Linked DNA regions of Mus musculus: all the other regions are linked to region 1. Evidence: chromatin contacts called from public HiChIP or PLAC-seq and promoter capture Hi-C data. All regions are on one chromosome and are shown on one strand. Each heading gives the region's core, a stretch centred on a gene start, on an enhancer-like site or on the middle of the called end of the contact. The rest is flanking DNA. Distances are from core to core; before and after follow the strand shown.

The links. Promoter capture Hi-C pulls out the DNA fragments that hold promoters and counts their contacts. HiChIP or PLAC-seq counts read pairs in DNA pulled down with a chosen protein or histone mark.
Region 2: an H3K4me3 HiChIP or PLAC-seq map of stem cell-derived neural progenitor cells shows a contact between it and region 1, with 8 times the contacts expected there. The contact joins the promoter of S100a11 here to the promoter of Them4 in region 1. A contact is called at or near these places in 12 of 39 promoter capture datasets (the 3T3-L1 cell line, 3T3-L1-derived adipocytes, the HPC-7 cell line and 9 more), 2 of 484 Hi-C or Micro-C datasets (CD4 T cells and embryonic stem cells) and 1 of 115 datasets of contacts at active chromatin or transcription factors (stem cell-derived neural progenitor cells).
Region 3: a contact with region 1 is called in a FOXA1 HiChIP or PLAC-seq map of pancreatic cancer cells. The contact joins the enhancer-like site here to the promoter of Them4 in region 1. A contact is called at or near these places in 8 of 39 promoter capture datasets (the 3T3-L1 cell line, 3T3-L1-derived adipocytes, cranial neural crest and 5 more), 3 of 484 Hi-C or Micro-C datasets (CD4 T cells, Th1 cells and embryonic stem cells) and 3 of 115 datasets of contacts at active chromatin or transcription factors (forebrain, pancreatic cancer cells and stem cell-derived neural progenitor cells).
Region 4: a contact with region 1 is called in a promoter capture Hi-C map of pre-B cells, with 5 times the contacts expected there. The contact joins the promoter of S100a10 here to the promoter of Them4 in region 1. A contact is called at or near these places in 16 of 39 promoter capture datasets (3T3-L1-derived adipocytes, the C10 cell line, the HPC-7 cell line and 10 more) and 9 of 115 datasets of contacts at active chromatin or transcription factors (acute myeloid leukemia, embryonic stem cells, epiblast stem cells and 5 more).
Region 5: a contact with region 1 is called in an H3K27ac HiChIP or PLAC-seq map of extraembryonic endoderm stem cells, with 8 times the contacts expected there. The contact joins the promoter of Psmb4 here to the promoter of Them4 in region 1. A contact is called at or near these places in 2 of 39 promoter capture datasets (hippocampal neurons and pre-B cells) and 1 of 115 datasets of contacts at active chromatin or transcription factors (extraembryonic endoderm stem cells).

What each region holds. Positions count from the first base shown.
Region 1 is chr3:94,308,373-94,312,486 of GRCm38.p6, forward strand. Them4 (thioesterase superfamily member 4) reads left to right here and starts at 1,760. Exons shown (of 6, transcript NM_029431.1): 1 at 1,760-1,916. The coding sequence starts at 1,845. Gm36010 (a long non-coding RNA gene) reads right to left here and starts at 1,681. Exons shown (of 4, transcript XR_867460.2): 1 at 1,500-1,681.
Region 2 is chr3:93,518,722-93,522,835 of GRCm38.p6, forward strand. It overlaps S100a11 (S100 calcium binding protein A11), which reads left to right and starts at 1,775. Exons shown (of 3, transcript NM_016740.3): 1 at 1,775-1,832.
Region 3 is chr3:93,535,503-93,539,616 of GRCm38.p6, forward strand. No RefSeq gene overlaps it. Among named protein-coding and RNA genes, the nearest start is that of S100a11, 17 kb to the left of the region's middle. Within about 2 kb of position 1,924, at least 73 of the 459 cell types and tissues checked have an H3K27ac peak or open chromatin away from gene starts, as enhancers often do. A contact at or near this core is called in pancreatic cancer cells, where this site is marked.
Region 4 is chr3:93,553,048-93,557,161 of GRCm38.p6, forward strand. It overlaps S100a10 (S100 calcium binding protein A10 (calpactin)), which reads left to right and starts at 2,070. Exons shown (of 3, transcript NM_009112.2): 1 at 2,070-2,164.
Region 5 is chr3:94,884,910-94,889,023 of GRCm38.p6, forward strand. Psmb4 (proteasome (prosome, macropain) subunit, beta type 4) reads right to left here and starts at 2,049. Exons shown (of 7, transcript NM_008945.3): 1 at 1,860-2,049; 2 at 1,532-1,738; 3 at 1,166-1,312; 4 at 751-832; 5 at 8-124. The coding sequence starts at 1,999.

The DNA of each region.
Region 1 (4,114 bases), core at 510-3,009:
TAATGATTTCCCAATTGCAATCGGGACCTTGAAAGATGAAATCTAAGACAAGGAGCCACCCGACCAGATCCTAAAATTGCTACAAGTTTCTGGGCTAACAACTTACATACCTACCCCAACCACAATTTGGTTCTTACCCTGTACAATCTTGCAGCTATCCCTAGCCCCTGGAGGCAGTTCTCAGGATGTCATTAGACCACTGTCTTTCTGACCTTAGAAACTCAAAAATAAAGTCCCTAATCCCTTTCCTATTGTACTCTCGCTGTTGTCTAGAATTGTGGTATGTAACCAACTCTATTCCTTCATGTCAGGCACCTCTAGCTCTAGCCTCCAACAAAAGAGAAAGCTTTCAGATAAAAATGGGTGTCTTGGCCAGGCGTGGTGGCACACGCCTTTAATCCCAGCACTTGGGAGGCAGAGGCAGTTGAATTTCTGAGTTCGAGGCCAGTCTGGTCTACAGAGTGAGTTTCAGGACAGCCAGAGCTACATAGAAAAACCCTGCCTCGAAAAACAAAACACAAAAAACAAAAAACAAACAAAAAAAGGGTGTCTTAGGTAAAAGACAGAAGAACTTGAAGGCATATAAGACTCACTGTGAAACAGAGTAGAGAACAACTATTATTATTGTTATTTGACTTTATTTATATGGGTGTTTTGTCTGTGCACCACATGCATGCCTGGTGCCCACAGAAACCAAAAGAAAGAGAGGGTATCCAATCCCCTGGAACTGGAATTGCAAACAGCTGTGAGCTGCCATGTGGGCGCTCAGATTCTAACCATTGCTTTTAAACTTACGAACCATATCTCCAACTCAATGCAGATTTCTCTTCCTTTCTTTGTTTTTGTTTTGCTTTTTGTTGTTTGGTTTGGTTAGGTTTTTGAGATAAGGTATCATTATGTTGTCTTAGCTGGTTTGAACCACCCACCTCTGCCCCTAAGTGCTAGAATTAAATGCTTTATGACACCACTATCCAAATATTAGACTATCCACAACTCCTTCTATTAGTTTTTCATTTCCTTTGTAATTATCATTTTAAAACTAGTCAATCACAACAAACGCCGGGCAATTGGGGTCAGGGGAGCGTGGGGCAGTCACCACCTGTCCCCTGTGTGCTTGCTAACTGTAGTTGGATCTTGGTGCACCCTTTGACAAAAATAATTGCTTTGCTTCTGTATTCCTTTGTGGGACACTGAGATTCTTCTGTTCCCAGCACAGAAAGAACAAATCAGTGAATCAACGGATAGTCTTTAAACTAACAGGCTCCCATTAGACAGTTTGGGCTAACTCTATCGAGCCAGACCAAGAGCAATTTCTTTGATAGAGACGGTTCTTACTAGAGTAAAAGTTGATATACATTTTCAGTACACAGACACATATGCGCGCGTGCGGAGAGAAGGGGCACCTGAAGAGTGTACCTGTTAAATAGTAGAGACTGACAGAGTTTTAAATGTATGTGCACGTGTTCTACACCCAGAAGACCAACACCATCAACCCGCACCTAGTGGTTATCCACTCCTTGTGTGTGCTCCTGTTCGGCCGAGATGATGAGTCTTTCGCTGGCTGGAGCGTTAAACTGCCTGTGAACAAGGAACTAAACTAGGCTGTCTCGCTGCGCCAGTGCAGTAACCGTGGCTGAGAGCCGGACGCAAAATCTCCCGGAACCAAAAGCGGGTGTAGAGGATTCGGTCCGCCCGGATTCGGAGAGGCGCCAGCACTGTGGGCGGCGCGCGGCTCCGCCCTCCACCCGCCCGCCTCCACAGTTAATAGCCCAGAGTCGGCGTGTGGATAGTGTGGCTCTTTCTGGAACAGAGCAGAGAGCAGCGTCCTGCCCTCGGCTTGAGCAATGCTGAGAAACTGCGCTATGCGCCTGCGCACTCTTGGGGCCACGCCTGCGAGGCGGCCAGGAGCAGCTAGGGTGAGTCCCGGGACGCTTGCTTTCGTGGGGCGAGAAGGGGAGACAGCACGACCGAGACTAAGCTAACACCTGCCCCTGGCTGTGACGGGGCTCTTGGGCTCTTCTGCCCTGAGATTCGAATCGGGAGGAGCCGGAAGGGAAAGTGACTCAAGGTTGAACTAGGTCTGCAGGGATGGGATCGCCACTACTAAGACTGAGATAATAAGAAAGGATAAGCAAGGTCACCCAGAAAACTGTGAAAGAGCCATTATTGACCCCTGGAGAAGACCATTTATCCTTAGCAGGGATCTAATCCTGATAGACTCTGATTCGTTATAACCAATTCAGGAAGAAGTAGACTTCTGATTGTCAGATAATTACTCCCTCTCTAGCCCGTTTTCATCATCTTAGAGGATGTTATGAGACTAAATGAGATAATGCAAGGGAAGCATTTAGCATACCTGGAATGTAAATCTTAAATGTTGCCTGTCCATATTTTTATCCCTGCCTTTGTTCTATTGATGTAGTCAATACTTGTTGAGCTCCAACTCACGCCCGCGTGTGTGTCCGTGTGTACTGAAAATGTATATCGACAGTAAGAACTGTCTCTATCAAAGAAATTGCTCTTGGACTGGCTCGATAGAGTTAGCCCAAACTGTCTAATGGGAGCCTGTTAGTTTAAAGACTATCATATATGTCAGGTGTGATTGGCCACTGACGATAGGTCGTATTATAGTTAGCTAAGGGGAAAAAACGTTCCGCCCAAGAAATTTACGGGTTTAATTTGGGAGAATGGGATCAGTTTGCCAAATCAAATGTTTGTATACAATGTGTTGTAATAAAGAACGACAGCTGACAGGGAACAGCTCTGTATTGAGAAATGAAAAAGAACTTTGATTATTAGGGGAGTGGCATCTCTCTCAAGCTATTGCAGCTTCCTGCTAGACAATAAGAGGGCTGGAGGCCCTGGGTGATAGACACACACACACAATTTTAAAATAATGATGAATGTTGATGTATTGACATCAGCCAGGTACCATCTTGCCGATTAGAAAAGAAAATGATTCGTGCTAGTCTTACAACAACAAATATGAATTAGTTTAATTACATGTTGGAGCCTGGCAGTCTGTGCTGAGCTGAGAACATTACAGCATTAGTATTTGCAGGCCTTTTTTTTTTTTTCATCATGCTGCTTTTGATTTAGTAACGTATCTTAAAAGGAGGCAGAAAAAGTCATAACTTATTTTACAAGTACAAGTCCAACTTCCATAAATGTATAACTAAAGATCAAGCATGACCTTTCCCCTGCTGAGAACAAAGGGTAATGATTATCCCTACAACTTGTCCTTTATTCATAGCCTGTGCTATGAATTTACAAGTGCATTCACCACAAGTAGCGCTTAGACCTCGCCTCTTTGAACTGAAAGTTGAGTTTCTTTTATTTCCCACAACACTGTGGTGTCCAGAAGGTAGCTCGGCATGGCTCCAACTGAAATTAGTAGCTTCACTCCCATTCTCTGCCATCTGCACGTTCACACTAGCAAGCATCTTTTACTTCTAACCTTGCCATCCAAACCACAAGTCTGGAATCATCCAAGACTCCTCTGCTTCCTCTTTCCTGGGGTTAGTAACTCCCATTTCCCTGGGTTCTAGCACTGAGTGTCACTTGAACCTTCTCTTCTTGTTCCTCTGTACCTAGTTCGGCTCTGGGCTATAGCTAGCCCAGATTTTTATCAGTCTTTGCTACTTTTGCTTTTTTCTCACTATTTTAACTCATCCTTTGCACTTGGTGAAACTTTGTAAAAACCAATGCTGTTACTGTGCTGAAGGCTCTTTATGGGAATTGAGCATTTCAACACACCAACTTCATGATTCTTACATGATTGCCCTTTATAAAAAGAAAAAAAAAAAGAGCTAGGCAGTGGTAGTGCATGTCTTTATGCCCAGCACTCATGAGGCAGAGGCAGGAGGATCTATATGACCTCAAGGTCTATAGAAGAAGTTCCAGGACAGCCAGAGCCACACAGGGAAACCCTGTCTCAAGAAACAATTAAAAACAAAGAAAAAGCAAAAACAAAACAAAAACAGAAAAGAAGGAAAAAACTTAATTTATTTTTTATGTGTGTTGCCTCTCGTATGTCTGTGGCAGTGCCTATAAAGGCCAGATGAGGGTGTTGAATCCCCCTGAGATAGAGTTATGGACAGTTGTACAGCCTTGG
Region 2 (4,114 bases), core at 525-3,024, 790 kb before region 1:
GGCTGAACAGGTTATTCAGGGACACAAAGAGGCCAAGAAATTTGGGTTTTAAAAAATATTTATTTTGCTATTAATTATTAGGGGGGCACTCACCATAACACACATGTGGAGGTTTAAGGTCAGCATGTAGAAATTGGTTCTCTTTTTTTACTATTTGGGTTCCAGGGATCAAATCCAGGTTAACAGGCTTGGAGGATGCACCCTTACCCTCTGAGCCATCTTTCTGTCCCCAGCAGTTTGGTTTGGTATAAAAGTATTAGTAAGTTACTTTGTTTCTTTTATTGTGTGTTTTGTTCTAAAGTAAGCAGTTAATCAATCAAAATTGCACATTGGGAAAATGTGTTTTTATTGATTAAATATGTTTTTATTGGAGGGCAAGGGCCCAGTTGCAAAATCAATGGAAAAAGGGAGTGGGGATGTAAACTCTATCAGTGCAGGTGTGGAAGAAGGACAGGTGGGTCCAAGCACACAGTAAGCTGAAATTCCAAGGGCCATGATTTTAGAAAATCGTGTAAGAAAGTAATTTTTTTAAAAACATGGTGCTAATGTTTTCAAATAAGGAAAATGGGAAAATGGTCACATCATCGGCAGAAATGGAAAGAGGGTGGATCTAATTATTTTTTGAATTATTGTTGGAAACACAAGAGTGTTTGTTTTGGTTTGGATTCTAATTTTCTTATGAGACAAAATCCTACTCTGTAACCCAAGCCGTTCTGGAATTCACTAGGTAGGCCACAGGCTGGCCTTGAACTTGCAGTAGTCTTCCCTCTTCAGCCTTGCACATGCTGAGATTATAGGCAAGGGCCACCATGTCTGACTTCAAGGGTTCCTAAACAAGAGACAGGAACTGTGACTGGTGAAATTGGGGGAGCAGAAACCAGGAAGCATTCACACAATGCCCTATTCACATCTACTCTGCAAGTTGTTCTTTTTTTTGGGGCGGGGGGTGTCTCCTTAAGGGCATCACTCTATGTGATAGACATTCTACGTGCCTTTACTAAGTGGTGAAGGCAGCATGGCTTGTTTATAGATGGGAAAATGGAAGCTCAGAGGGGCCAGTACTTGCCAAAAGTGCTGCAGTGATGTTGTGGACCAAGGATTAGAAGCTGGAAGTTTGTCATACAATTCCCAACTTTATTGAAACACAGACAGGAAAATGCCGCACTTGCACAGGGAGATGTTTAGCTGCAAGAGTTTTCTTAACTGTCATTTTAAAACTTGAAAGCAGGGTGAAAATTATCTCTAGACAATAATCACCAATATTCTGTTGGCAATAATCACTGCCCTTAGGTAGGCCAGATGGTGCACACCTATAATCCAGCACTTGGGATGCGGGGGTAGGAGGGTCCTAAGTTTGAGGCTAGCCTGTGCTACATAGAGAATCAAAGTCAGCTTTAGCTACTCAGGAATACCACGTGTCAGAAAAATTTAAAAAATCACAACTGTTTATTAAATTTCTTCAGTGTAGCAGGACAGCCCCAGCTCCTAGGGACCTACTTGATGAGCACGACTCACATTCTTTCTGCTTATCTGACCTGAACTGCAAATGGACACGTGCATAGAAAAAGAGCTAGGGGCATGACTTCCCCTAAAGCCAAAAATCTTTGAGATTCCAGGGAGAGAGGAACAGAGACCTGTTGAGTCACAGGGACTACAACCAGTGAGCTGAGTCTAGAGCACCGACATGGGGACAGGCCGAGGCCTGCGGAGGGGCGGGGGCCGGGGCGGGCACAGCCTGAGTCAGGCTGAGGGGCGGGACCCGGACCCCGACCGCCACTCCTGTCCCAGCCACCGTCAGCCACAGTCGCAGCCGGACCTCGCTCCTCAACTTGGTAAGCATAAGTTTTTGAACTTTTTAGATTTTTTTCTTTTTAATGAAAACAACAAAGAGCTACGCATGCTCTTGGCTGGGTGTATCTTGGACTAACGTGTGGACGTGGCAGAAAATGGATCGGGAAGATGAAACTGTGGGAGGCAATTAGAGAAGAGTGGAGGGCACGAGGAAGCCCTAAAATTACACCCTAATAACAGCCTGTGGGGAGAAACGGCGGTCTTTTGTTCTCCCGGGCAAAATAAGTTCTAGGCTGGGTGCGGCTGCCTAACTGGCCTGAGCCCGGGCTGGGTGCGGCCGCTAGACTCCCTGGGGCCGTGAGCCCCTGAACCCAACCAGTGGCGGCCGCCAGAGAGCTGCAGACTCAGTGAGAACTTGGGGCAGCGTCGCTAGGCGTTCATGAAGACTAGAAAGAAAGCGGTTCAGAACGTAGCCTTCCTGAATTCTGGGGGACTCAGCTGCGGGGAAACCGCAGGCAAACAGCCAAGACATACAGATGAGAAACCGGAGCCTGTTGCAGCCATTGGAACCACAGACAGGAATGTGGGAGGAGGCCAGTCCCTCCCAGCTCGCTCTTTTCCTCTCCCCCTTACTCCACTCCCAGCCATCTTTTTAGCCACTCCCTACATCACCTGCCTGTCTCCTACCTGCTACTTCAGTTCCCCTCGTTTCTTTAAAAAATGTTTCCAGTAATTCACATCCCCTCCAAAATCTACCCCTTCCTTTGACTCTTCAAAGAGGATCAGCAAATGTTGGAGAGAGGCCCAAGTGCGTTTTTGCCCTAGTCCCAAACTAATTATAGATTTTTATGTTTTTAAATGGTTGGAAGACATTCAAAAGGAAAAGAATCCCTTGTAATGCATGAGAATGGCATGAAAATCAAATGTATAGAGTTTACAGGCACCGCCACACCCTTTTGCTTTATGTATCCTCACCCTTGCTGCCTGACTATGGCAAGAGTGATAAGATCTTATGGAGCATAAAGAGCTAAAAAATATCCACAGCTGTCCCTTTATTGCAAATAACAGCAACAGAAAGCTTGCGGACCCCTGCTTTGGTGTGTCAGTCTTTCATCACTTCCTACTTATTGTTTCCTTCTTCCCCTTTTCATCACACAGGGTACCTAGGGCCCAGCACCAACAGGTTATGAGGTGAAAGGAGATAGATGAGACCCTGAACACTTGAAGGAAGAGCTTTGGTGCTGGTTGAGAAAGAGATAGTTGGTGTGGTTCCCTCTTTTTCACATATTTCTGTCAAGGGGAAGCTTCCCTGGAACGTTGGGTGTTTAGGTTGCGTTTTAAAAGGATCTCACTGCGTCCTTTCACAGTGGGGTTTTCCTTGCTGTCACTGTTCCCATCATGCAAAAGGGCGATGGTGTGGGCCGTGCCCTCTCTTTCAGCCGCTGCTCCACATGGGCAAAACCTTCCCATCTGAGCCCTCTGTTCTAAGGGAAAGAAGAAAGGAGCATCTATAGGCCTGGAACCTCCTCCCCAGTCTAGCGAGTCCTCCGTGCCAACTCTCCTGCTATCATGTGACACACTAATAAGGCAGCTAGATTTTAGTTCTGATAGGAAGAGCATGTTGTGTAAACACTTGTTTCTAGGCTGTGGTGTTTGGTGTTTCCCCCCCCCCCCCCCCCTAACTTACCAATAGTTTTCTCTCCTTCAGACTCTTTAGAAAGAACTTATCTCCAGAAGAAGGTTCAGGTACTCTGGGCATTCCTAGGTGCAGTGAGCCACAGCAGTGCAATTTTGATAATAAGCTGCTTAAGATAGGTGTTAGGAACGGGGCATGGTGGCGCACGCCTTTAATCCCAGCACTCAGGAGGCAGAGGCAGGCGGATTTCTGAGTTCGAGGCCAGCCTGGTCTACAGAGTGAGTTCCAGGACAGCCAGGGCTACACAGAGAAACCCTGTCTCGAAAAACAAAAACAAAAACAAAAACAAAAACAAAAAAAAAAAAAAAAGAAAGAAAGAAAGAAAGAAAAAGAAAGATAGGTGTTAGGAAGAGAGGCTGCGGGGCTGCCAGCTTTTGTCATCTTTAGCATGTGCTGTTGCACAGCCTGAAAGCTTCCAACTTTCGTATCCAGAAAGTCCGTCTTAGAGAGCAGTCAAAAACTAAATACTAAATTACATACATACATACATACAAATCATAGTTAACATCAAGCGAGAAAGTGTCAGGGTGTGGTTGACAGGGTCTAGGAAACCCTGCAGTTGCGCTGCTACCCACTAGGGGGAGCACAACGGATCAATTCTGGATTCTGGGAACAGATCTCAACCAG
Region 3 (4,114 bases), core at 674-3,173, 770 kb before region 1:
TCTATATGTTGCTTTTATTCATGATATTTTATCATAGTAACAAAAAGCAACTGGTATACATAACCATCTTTCTTTGTGTTTACACTGTTTGACACTACAATCAACGATGTACAAGCACTACAATTTTTCATATCCTTATCAACTTCTGCTTCTTTTTGTATTCAAATAATGAGCATGACCTCATTTTAGTTTTAGTCTGCCGTTCTCTGATGTTTAAGATGTGGGCATCTTCACACCCTTATTGCCTGTTTGCATATCTTCTTTGGAAAATGTCTTCTTGAGTCCCTTCTTTACTTTGGGTTCAAAGGATGAACTTAGGGCCTCACATGTGCTAGGAAAGGAATTTGCCACTGAGATATGACTCTAATATCTACCCTTTTAAAATTAAGCTTTTGTTGTAATTGAGAAATGCACACCCAAAGTTATTTTTTGGCATCAAAAAAAGTTTCATGTGTTAATTTGCATACTAGGATATTAGACTTTTAAAATACATGATTTGCAAGTGTTTTCCCCTATTTTATGGGGTTGCCTTTTCACTCCTTCTCCTCTTTTTCTTCCTCTTCCTCCTCCTCCTCTTCTTTTCTTTTGGCCACAGGGTATGTTTTACTGTGTTCACAATGAAGTTTAAGGCTTAAGTTCATTGGAGATGAGGGGGTGGGAGATTTCTAGCCTAGGATTTTAGGATATTCCATTCCACTTTACTTGCTCAGTCCTATCTGTGGTTGGCAGGATCTTCTCCTATGCCTCTTTTCTCTTCATCTTGACCTAATTGAAACTGACAATTTTCCCCATGCTTGTCTGTAATTTTCTTAAAAGGATCTATGGAATCTTGCTCTGTGCCTAGGTTCCTATTACTCTACTCTTGCCACAGCAAGAGAATTGGTTGCTGCTGCTGTTGTTTTGAGATAGTGCAGATTAGGTTGGTCTTGAATATGTGGTCCATCTGCCTCATCCTCCCTAGTGCTGGGATGAGAAGTGTAGCTCCATGCCTAGCTAAATAGTGTTCTTTGATGCACAAAAGTGTTTACTATTGAAAAAGTCTAATAGATTTAATATTTTATGTTATTGTTTTGATGTCATATCCAAGAAACCATCACACCAAGTTCAAGCAAAGTCATGGTTAAGATGCAGACATTGATGGTGGGACTTCTATCTAGAATGAAATTGGGAAGATAAAGAATGCCCCATTATGTTAGGTAGGTACATGAAGGAGAAAAGGCAGCAGTTGTGCACAGTAGTGAACTCTATAAACTTCAACGCCACCTTGCCAATCTGCCAAAGAGGATACCCTCACCAGAACAAAAGAGGCCAATCTGAAAGGTCTTTAGCATATATGTGGTCAAAAGCTCAACTAAGCTCAATAAGTAAATCAACGAAACCCCCAAATGTATAGAATATAAAAACATGAACATATGAAGAAAAAATGAACTAAATAAAGATACTATAAATTAAATCATTAGGCAAATAGATAAAGGCTCCTGAACTGAGTGTTCCATCACCAGTTCATGGCCCAGTCCCAGTGATAAGGAATAGACTTTTACCTCCCCACTGAGCCCGGGAAGACCTGAGTGATTTATCATACCTGCCCACCTCACAAAGACCTTATTGTACTATCTAGTAACTTGGTGAGAGAGATGATGGTTGGACCACACCTAAGTAGTAACTATGACAACGCATACTTTGATTCTGACTCTTCTTAATCTTATAAGCCTCTCCCTATAACCACTAAGGACATTCCTAGATGGCCACAGTCAAGAAGGAATGTTGGGAGGGAGAGGCAAGTCTGCATGATTAGCTGGGAATGGCTATCTGAATGACCTCAGTGGCCTGGGAACACAGCCAGCAGGGGGAGAAATAAGCCTGTACCTCCTCCTCAGTTGGGAATGAAACCAAAGCTAAGCAATGTCTCTGTGCAGAGTCACTGCCTATTGCCCAGCAGCTTAGCTTCAGTGCTGTCATGACACATCACCCAGAAGTCACCATAGTTTCTAGTAGGAATGCAGAAAAACAAACAGAAAGGAATGATGCAAGTCCACGAAGAGATTAATTCTCAGCTGAGGAAGAGATCCAGTGTGAACTGTGTGTGTGTGTGTGTGTGTGGGGGGGTCTGTAAAGTGACCAGTGCTCCCTCCTCCTCTCACAGAATGCTGCTCTTGCAAGATATTTGATCACTGTGTGAACCTTGAGATTGTGTTATTTACTGGGAACAAAAATGTTTTTAGTTGTGGTGTGGCTCAACCTTAGCACCTACCTTTAATTCAAGATCTTTCCGCTTGAATATTGTAAACAGAATTAAATAAAGTCAACTATAGGTCAAGAGGCAGAGCAAGCAACCAGTTGACAGGAAGTGAACACAGGATTATTAAGAAAAAAAAAACATAGGGAGAAGTGGACAAGTTCTGAGTCCCATCTTCATTCCTTAACTGGAAAACAGAGATAAAATAGACACAATTTATTGTCTTTTTTATTTTTTTAATTTTTATTATTTTTATGTACATTGGTATTTTGCTTGAATGTATGTCTGCACATTGTGTGCATGTAGTGAGCACCTACACATGTTGGAAGAGGGCATCCAATCCCCTAGAACTGGTGTAACAGATGGTTGTGAGCCAATCAAACACAGTCCCCTATGCATCTCCCCAGACTTGTTGTTTTTAAATCTCCTGTCCCCTTTTATTTTAATCATAAAGATTTCTACAAAAATATAAAAGTGTAATCTGGCTCACCAGGCTCTGTCGCATGTTTCCTGTTGATATTAATGGTGATAATGACCATAGATAATAACTTACTGATCATTCATAGTGCCATCGAGGAACTTTCTATACATTTTCTGTTACTCCTCTTAAAAAAATCCTAAAGACTCCAGCACTAATACCTGCTTACAAATGGGGAAACAGAGGCACTAGAATTTAGGACTTTCCCCAGGTCTCACAGCTAAATAAGGAACAAGGTCAGGTTAATGTGAGTCAGGTTAACCTGACTTTAACCAATAATCTCTTCTTCCTTGTTCTGTTTGCTGCAATCCCACATTTTCTACTATGTGAGCTTGGTTTTGTCTTTTTCCTTTTTTCCTTTAAGAGCCTTTTTCCTAACTCATCAGACAGCAATGCCTCTGCTCTAAATTCTTTCAGCATGACAGTTTGTGGAACACATCAGAGCTTACTGACATGTCCTTTCAGATCTCTTGAGTCTAGGTGAGGCCTGAGATACTGCGTTTCCGTCAGCTGTGAGGCAGCTGTGAGCAGTTGTGAATGCTCAGCTGCCTGTTTGGAGAAGCCAGGATCTAGTGTTAATCCTGAGATTCATTGCAGAAAAACCAAACCTACCATTTTGGGCCAAACTTAAAGTAAGCTATATTAAATATTAAATATAGACCAAGAGATGGACTTTGGTCAGGACTGTTCCCAGGAATTTCCCAGCTCAGAATGGTCCTGACCCATGTGTTACTAGGGTATATAAGGACAAATCTATAGGCCATCGTACTTTCCCATGAGGCTTTGTTATTTTCCAAGAACTACAGCTCCCAGCATTCCAGAAAGTTACCTAGTTCTTGGGCCTGTGGGGCTTAGGAGTTAATTTTGAGCATTACAGTAGTAGATAGACACATATGCTTTTACTAAGTGTATTTTAAAAATACAGATAATTATCTCTGAAGACCCCTTTTTTCTCTTGACATTTCTGTACCTTACAATTTATCCTTAATAAAAGCTCTTTACTCTCTCAATAGCTCTCTCTCTCTCTCTCTCTCTCTCTCTCTCTCTCGGTGTGTGTGGGTTGGAGGGACATGCCATACATGTGAAGACCAGAGTTCAGTGTTGGGCCTCTTCCTTTATTGTTCTCCACTTTACTTTTGAGACAGAGTCACTCACTGAAACTGGGACTCTCTAATTGGATAGGCCAGCAAGCTCCTAGCTGTCAAAATCCTGTTTCTACTCTTAGTGTTGTATTGAAGGTCAGGCTACTAGGCCCAGCTTTTTAGATGGGTACTGAGGATCCAGGCACTGTGAGCACTTTAAACACTGGGCCATTTTCTAAGCCCTTCTTTATTTTTATAATCAAACTTTAAATGTCTGTGATGCCTCTGCACTTAGCATATGAGAATATCTGTGGCATG
Region 4 (4,114 bases), core at 820-3,319, 760 kb before region 1:
AGCAGATTGAAAAAAAAAATCACTAAAGGAACGAAAAGGGGGGAAACGAGTGAGTGATCATGGTGATCTTGATAAACAGCGACACAGAAAAAGCAAAAGTGGGCCAGAGATAGAACTCAGTAGTAGAGGACTTACCTAGCATGTGAGAAGACCTGGGCTCAATCCCGATTAAGCCTGGCACCTCAAAAATATTGAGGGGTGGGGAGAGAATGAATACTAAGGAACAAAAGAGGATACTGTCAATCTAAAAAAAAATCAATATAAAAAAATCAATATAACCATATGTATAGGACTAGAACAAAATACATGAAAATAGTTATTATTTGGTCCATACATTTATAAATAATTATTGTTTTAGCTGCTGTTTTCCAAACCCTCCACAAAGGGAATGTGGTATTTGGGTCAATGGGGTTTCTGAGGGTAAAGGTGCTCTTGTGTAAGCCTGATGACCTGAGTTCTAGCTCCAAATTCCACACCAATGAACTGACTCCTGAAAACTGTTCTCACAGTGCCACGTATGTGCTCTGGCACACATGTACATGGAGGCACATGCACAGACACACAATAACTTTTTAAAAAGCACTCCGACACCTCTATACCTCTATACCTGCCCAAAAGGTTATAATAGATTTTCAGATTAAAGAATCACAATGATTAATTGTTGAGTTCTTATCAAATGTTGCTTCCTCTGTGAATCAGACTGTTGCCCCACTATGGGGCCTTAGAAGCCCCTGTCCAACATTCTTGTACTGCTCATCAACCATAGGGAATTGTTTACAATATCTTCAGAAACCTCGGCGCTCTTTGAAAGAAGAAACTGATTCCCCATCTCTGAATCAACAGGCTCTAGCACAAACTAAACATTCTAAGGCTCATGCCCCAGAAAACCAGTGAGTAGGAGTATTCTAAATTCGATCACATTTTCCCTGAGATTTCCTCCACAGCTGCGACGACCTGGGGAGGCCTGTGGGAAGATTTGGAAGGAAAAACTGCTTTTGAAGAGCCAGAACTGAGGTTTCAGAGACCCTGGAGAAAACAGAGCTGATCCAAGTTGGATTTTCCTGACCTCTGCCGAGACTGTCACGTGGTGGCGCATAGAGAATTCCCTAATTCTGTTTATCCCTTTGGAATCTCTCATCCTTTCTAGGACTTCCCCTGGGAACAGGGGAAACCCCAGTGCTAGGGACTGGGCTGTGTCACCAATAACTGCATTTAATCCCAAACCACAAATAATGTTAAGTATCAGGGAAGGGTGTGGTTGTCAGTTAGGATACACTTCAGTCGTCTCTAAATATCTTCCAGAAGTTTCTTCCAAAGAGCTTTTTAGAGCCAAGTAGAGTCAAGAAGGGGGCTCCGAAACAGATCTTAGTAATATTGGCCACAGCTGAAACTATCGACCAAGCAAAATCACAAACTGTACCAGGAAAGGTGAACCCTGTAACAAAGAAGCTCCTGAAGCTGACAAGCACTAGGACACGCCCTGATCCTCACCACTCAGTGGTGGCAAGGCTAGGCTGAAGCCCAGGGGCCTTGCTTCTGCACTCAACACAGGCGACCCCAAGACCAGGTCCTAGAGCAAGCTAGGTGTAGAAGCGTTCCTCCTGCTTATCTAGGAAATTATTCCTAACCCTGCAGGTTCTCGCAGAGGCTCTTGGCTCTGGTTCTGGCCATTGTGCCTCCCGAGACGGCTGGATTCTTATTTCTACACTCACCCACTTTCTAAAATCAAACCTGAGAGGAAGGGCACGGCCCTGGATGAGAATGCCCTGAAATACTAAGAGCATTCTTCCGCAGGGACGTTTACAATAGGGCTGTCCCTGGGGACGGGCAAAGTTAGTCTGTTGGCAGAGTGGGAAGGGTGTGTGTGTGCGTGTGTGTTGCCTTGTGTTTTGGAGAGAGAAGGAGAGAGAGAGAGAGAGAGAGAGAGAGAGAGAGAGAGAGAGAGAGAGAGAGAGAGAGAGAGAGAGAGCGCTGGTGGGGCGGGGTGGGGGGCAGGAAGGGAGGGATGGGTGGGGAGGGCAGATGCCTGCCCTCCAGGCTCCTCCCGCTCCGGGGCGCCTCCGCCCTCTGTACCCGCCTCGCGTACAAAGACGCGCGGTCTTCGGCACTAGCCTCATCGTGGTGTGCCCAGCTCTTCCAAGGACTGCTGCGCTTCGGGGCCCAGGTGAGTCCCGCACCTAATATCTGCCCTCTGGGAACCCCACACCCGCTTGCTTCGGCCTCCAGCCAGGCTTCGCGAGGAGCCGCGCCCCGCGAGCCTGGGTGGGGCCACCCCTCCAGCTCGCACACTGCTTCGGATGCCCCCAGACTCGCTGGGGCGGAGGCCAGTCTTGTCTGGAGCTACCCCATCCTGGCGTTGGAGCCGCTGTTCTGTTCTCCTTTTCGGCATGTGGTTCTTCATTCTCATCTTTTCTACTTTGCAACTAGTCTTAGAGTTAACTGGAGTTTAGCAGAACCTGCTTGCGCTCTGTCCTAGTTGGCAGTTCCATGAAGCTTCAGGCTACAGGCAGAGCTCAGGCTGTTTGAGCCGCTTTGGCCAGGGAGGACTGGAGGCTTGGCAGCTGGAGGATTCCCTTTCTGAAGGACCCTGCTCTGCTTGTTGCCTTAGCCTCAGTGCAAATTCCAGGTTGCTTCGGAAGGATCTTTAAAGTAGGACTTTCTGTCTCTCTACCAAGTGTTCCTCTAGCTACTCGGATTAAATAAAGGGAACCAGAGAGAGATGGAACGAGAGAGCAGGCTTGGTGAAGAATCTTCAGTCTGGGATTAATTTTCATGTGGTGCAGTGAGAGGGACGTACCTGCTTCACGGCCTGAGCTTGGCAACAGGAATGACTGACCTCTTTCCTAGCCCTGCCTGGGAGGACTCTGGAGAAATTGCTGAGTGGGTGGCAAGCAAAACAGAAATGTGACAGACCAGCAGAGCCCGGATCCACATTCTGAAATCCACAGGACCCACCTCCCTCATTTTCCTACCCCCACCCCCCACCCCAGGAAAGCCAGACACATTCTGCAGGGTGGGGCTAGCACAAAGGGTTCCTGGATTCTCCTAGTGATCTGTGGCCTGTGACTCAGCTGTGAGACCTTGGGTGTGGCCTAGCTGGTTGCTGATTCTCTGTGGATGGTTTGAACAGATCGCTCCCTGAAGGAAAAGAGGAACTGTGCCATCTTCCAGGGCATTTTCCAAGAGGAAATGAGTCACAACTAACTGGCCACCAACCTGCAGGAGGGGTTTCTTGTCTGAGCTGCCTGGAAGGGCAGTAATTAGACTGGCAGAACCATTCCAAGTCTGTCTCTCTCCCCCCCGCCCCCCCCATTCCCCAAGCTTCAGTTTCAGCTTCCAGGAGTGGATTTTTGCATGTTATACTTCAAATTAGGTAGAAACTCTCTGTCAGAGAGCTTGCCTTCGGTGTGTTTCAGCAAATTGCAAACGATAATGCCCGACGTTGGAGCAGGAAGGAGGAGTTCATATAACTCCCTGAAATTTCATTTACCTTAGTCCTCCTCCCATTGCCTATGCACTGTCACTGACAGTCTAAGAGTAGTGTTGTTTGTTTGTTTGTTTGTTTGTTTGTTTGTTTTTGGTCTGCTTGGCATAGAGCAGTTATTTGGGTTCCCCTAATTTCTGAGTGATGCTGTTCCCTGGCTTTTCCTAAATACAACATCAAATGGGCCGTTGTCCTCTTATGCCTGGCCTCTGGCCAGCCTCTGAGCAGTCACCCCAATGTGGTCAGGCCCTGGGCTGGGTGGGGCTGAGGCTGGATACCTCCCTGCTTTCTACTGACAGGAGAGAGAGAGAGAGAGAGAGAGAGAGAGAGAGAGAGAGAGAGTGTGTCATGGAGTCATGTCTCCCCACCTCCCAGCAAATACATAAGTATTTGATATGCCTTGGACACATTCCATTCATTTAAGCCTAGCTAAGAGAACAATAGGATTCTTTCAGAATTATGAAATAAATTAATGCTCACAGTGCTGGGGAAAGATGGGCTCTCAGGATTCACAACTTAGGAATCACACCTCAAAAGCAAAGGGAGTAACAGGCTTGGCAGTGTGAGGGTCTAGCTCTTCAGGACCACCACCCCTGGAGGGAGGCAGGGAGGGACTGATTGACTTTTAAA
Region 5 (4,114 bases), core at 799-3,298, 580 kb after region 1:
TTCTCACCCGGTTATACGAACGGGCATCTCTGTAGTACAGCACTCTCATGCAGCGCTCCACAAGCTCCCGAGCCTCAGTCTGACTCAGCACTGGCTGCTTCTCTAGAACTTCTCGAAGCAGAGGCTACACAGGCGGGCAAAACATTGGAGAAATTAGACTGGCTTAACAGAAGGCAACCTACTCTAACCCATGTAAACAGGCACCAAAGTGGATGAGTTTTCTACCCACTGTTTCAAAAGAATTAGGTGCTGGCTTTGTTTGTTTGACATTGAATTCTTTTGTATGGGTATGTGCACATGCACGCAGAAGTGAGAAAACAGCTCTTAGGTGCTGGTTGTCTCCTCCACCATGGTGACCCCAGGCTGCCTGTCAGCCTTGGAAAGTGACTTAACCCAAGGAGTCTTTGTTTTGTGTTTGAAATAGTCTTGCTATGCAGCCTACATACATGCAGTCTTGCTATGCATGGTCCTCCTGGCCTCAGCCTCCTGTGCACTAATATTACAGATATGTGCCACCATGCCCAGCTAAGACTCTCTTAAAAGTGGGGAAGCCTAGGGCTGCCACTGTTTCCATTCCAAGGCTGTTTCTTGTCACTGGAAGTTAATGTAAACGTATTCTCCTTAGACAAAGAAAACCAGCTGCCCAACGTTAGGATTCCAGCCTCTCTTATCAAAATTCCAAGGGAAAGAGATTAACATTGCCTTCTCATTTCTATTTCTCTTCTCCCCATCGCTAGGCCCACTACTTACCTGAGCCAAGTATGCACCATAACCAGTGGCCAGTGAAGGGGCTTCATAAGCTACACCAAGCATGTCCACATAACCGAGGAAGCTAGAGGGACAAACACATCAAAGAACTGATCTAATCTTCCATTTCTTAGCTGTGTCCATTAGGTCTGAATTAAAAGATGGAAATTCTCTGGGGTCAAAGTGCCTGAGGGTGGGGAAGCAGGATAGCTCGGTGGTGAGGGCACTTGCCAGCATGCCCGATGACCCAAGTTTGATCTCTAGAATCCACAATGCAGAAGATGCATGCACACACAAACACACACACAGTACTACACAAGCACAAATACCAAAAGAAGTGTAAAGAACCATTCTGTTTAAAGACTGAAGAGACACTACATAGGTGCTAGGTTAGGCGGTCAAGGAAGTTATCAAATACCTTTCTCCGTCAGCATAGCCTCCAATGACCATGGTGTTCCACAGGGGATTCATCTTGGAGCGGCGGCTGTACATGGCTCTTGTCAACCATGAATGAATAGCTCTAGGGCTATAGCTGTGTCCATCTCCCAACAGCTCTTCATCAATCCTTAAATACAATTGAGAAAGCAATGATAACAGGTCAGGCTCCCCATCCCACTCCCTGTTCTACACACAATTCTACAATCCAAGACCACCCCCCCCAATACCAAAAAGTATTCCAAACATTCACAAATGTCTCAACAATTACCCAAAGTCTCAAGTCCCTCCATCCCGCCTACAGGAATAATAAACGGAAGGCTGTCCGCTCCACTTGGAGGCGACTTACACCATCTGGCCGAGAACTTGTTTCAAATACTGGAAATCAGCGTAGTCTCCCGAGGCACCCAGCATAGTGCTGTCGTTGACTCGCATAATACGAGAGATATTGCGGAAACGAGCCAGGGAGCCGTAGGAGCCCAGCATGTCTGCAGCAATCACCACTCCGCCGTCGAACTTCACCCCGAGTACCGATGTCCCGGTCACCATGGGGTTCCTGAATCGTGAAAAGGGTCCCTGAGCGCGAGGCCGGAGCCCCGATTGCTGGCGCCCGCGCATCAGAGGTCCCCGCATCCCGGCCCGCCGCCCATTCCCGGCGCGGTGAGAGCGCGACTCACTGGGTCCGAGTGATGGGACCCTCGCAGGGCGCCGACGCCGGGTCCATGAGGCCGCTGGGGGTGGCCGGGATGCGGTAAAACTGCCCTGGAGCCGGACCCCCGGCCCAGTGGCCAGCCCGTGACTCCCAAAACGCTTCCATCTTAGTCACCTCAGCCGACAGAAATGAAAGCGCTAGCGTCACCGGAAACGGAAGTGGTCCTTTGCCACGCCTCTCTTCTTCCTGCCTGCCTCTTCCATGGGTCAGGACTCCGGCTCTGTATTTATAAAGCCGTTTGAGGAGTCCTGGTCCAGAGTAGCCGCCAAGACTGACAGAAATGCACAAGGCCGCATCCCCGTATCCCACTGCAGTAGGGATGCCTAGATCCCAGTATTCTGACAATTCAGGAGGAGCAGGCCGTGTGGGACAAGCACCAGGACCTGTTACCATGTGCTTTTTGGATCAATATCAAAAACAAGGCTTGAAGAATCACTGGACCCAAGCTCTCTTACTGTTTTACTTCTCAGAGCCGGCCAATAGAGCAGGCATTATCAACTTATTTGATAGATAAGAAGCCGAAGCATAAGATACAGTGGTTTACCCCGTTACAGTCAATAAAAGGTAGAAAAGATACAAACCAAGGGGAGAGATGGCCCACGTTTATAGCACTGGGGTTCGAATCTAAGCACCCACGGGGTGGCTGACAATCACCTGTAACTCCTCTTCTAGCCCTGAGGGCACCAGGCACTTATGTGGTGAACAAGGGGGGGTGGGGGGGAGAGAAGAGGGAGAAAGAGAAAAATCTTAGTATTCAGAAGGCTGGAACAGAAGGAATGCCTCCAGTACAAGACCATTCTGGACTACACTCAGAGTCCAGGACAACCTGAACTACTGAGAGATCTTGTATTAAAAGAAAAAAGAATCCACAGTGAACTAGAGGCAGTGGAGGAATTCCCCTGCCCCCTCAAGATAGCATACAAAACAATAGGTTTCATTACAGCCTTTTCATCCTAGATGTCGTTTTACTCTACCCTCACTGGTGCCCATCTCAGTGCCTTCCCTGTCTTCCTGCTTCCTCCTCCCTGTCTAAGAAGACCCTTCGTGCTTCCACTGACACGTGTTCTATTACCTTCTAATCCTTCACCCGGGTCCCTAAAGAGCCTTTTCCTTATGAGCACCTTTCTACTTTCCTGACCTAATACACACATACAAACACACCTAGATTCCACATATGAGAGAATATTGATGTTGAAGTTCTGACCCAGAACAATTGGCTGAGGTGCATATTTAACATATTCAAGTCGACATAGCCTCCAGGTTCTCCCAGCATCCCTCAGTCCCTACCTGGCACAACCCACCCTTTACTCTGAACTTTTCCAGCCCAGGGGCCAGGATTCCCCTCCCCACAGAGGCTCTTTCCTATATAATCCAGACATTATTTGTCTGAATATTAATTTTGCCTAATATTCTCTTGTATTTCCTTCAGAGACTCTAGTGTATACAATCCTTTTTTAAAAAAGATTTATTTATTTATTATATGAGTACATTGTAGCTGTCTTCATACACACCAGAAGAGGGCATCGGATCCCATTACAGATGGTTGTGAGCCACCATGTGGTTGCTGGGAATTGAACTCAGGACCTCTGGAAAAGCAGTCAGTGCTCTTAGCCACTGAGCCATCTCTCCAGCCCTGTTTACCATCTATTTGAACATGTCCCTGTGGCTCTTAAAAAAAAAAAAAAGATTTGTTTATTTGGGGCTGGAGAGATAGCTGTTCTTCCTGAGGACCCAGATTTGATTTACAGAACCTACTTGGTGGCTAGTAACCATCTGTAACTCTAGTTCTATAGGGTCTGACATCATATTGCAGTGTGGGCACCAGCCACTCACATGCTGCATCCATACATATACTAAAATAATAGTAACTACCATCATTGCTTCTCAAAATGTTTTGTATGATGGGTGTTTTGCCTGCAGGTGTTCAGGACATGTGTGTGGTGTCTTTCAAAGCCAGAAGAGGGTGCTGTTTCCTCTGGAATTGTAGCTACAGGTGGTTGTAAGCCACCAAATGCTGGAATCAAATCAGCAATTTGCAAGAGCAGCAAATGGTCTTAATCACTGAGTCATCCCTCCAGCCCTTGTTTGTTTTTGAGTCACCATTCTATGTTGGGTATTTTCTACAGACTCACTTACAAGGCTCTCTACACAGCCCAGCCTAGACCTCCCTATACTGTCATGATGGACTCTTTCACTCGTCAATTTGACACGATCTAGAGT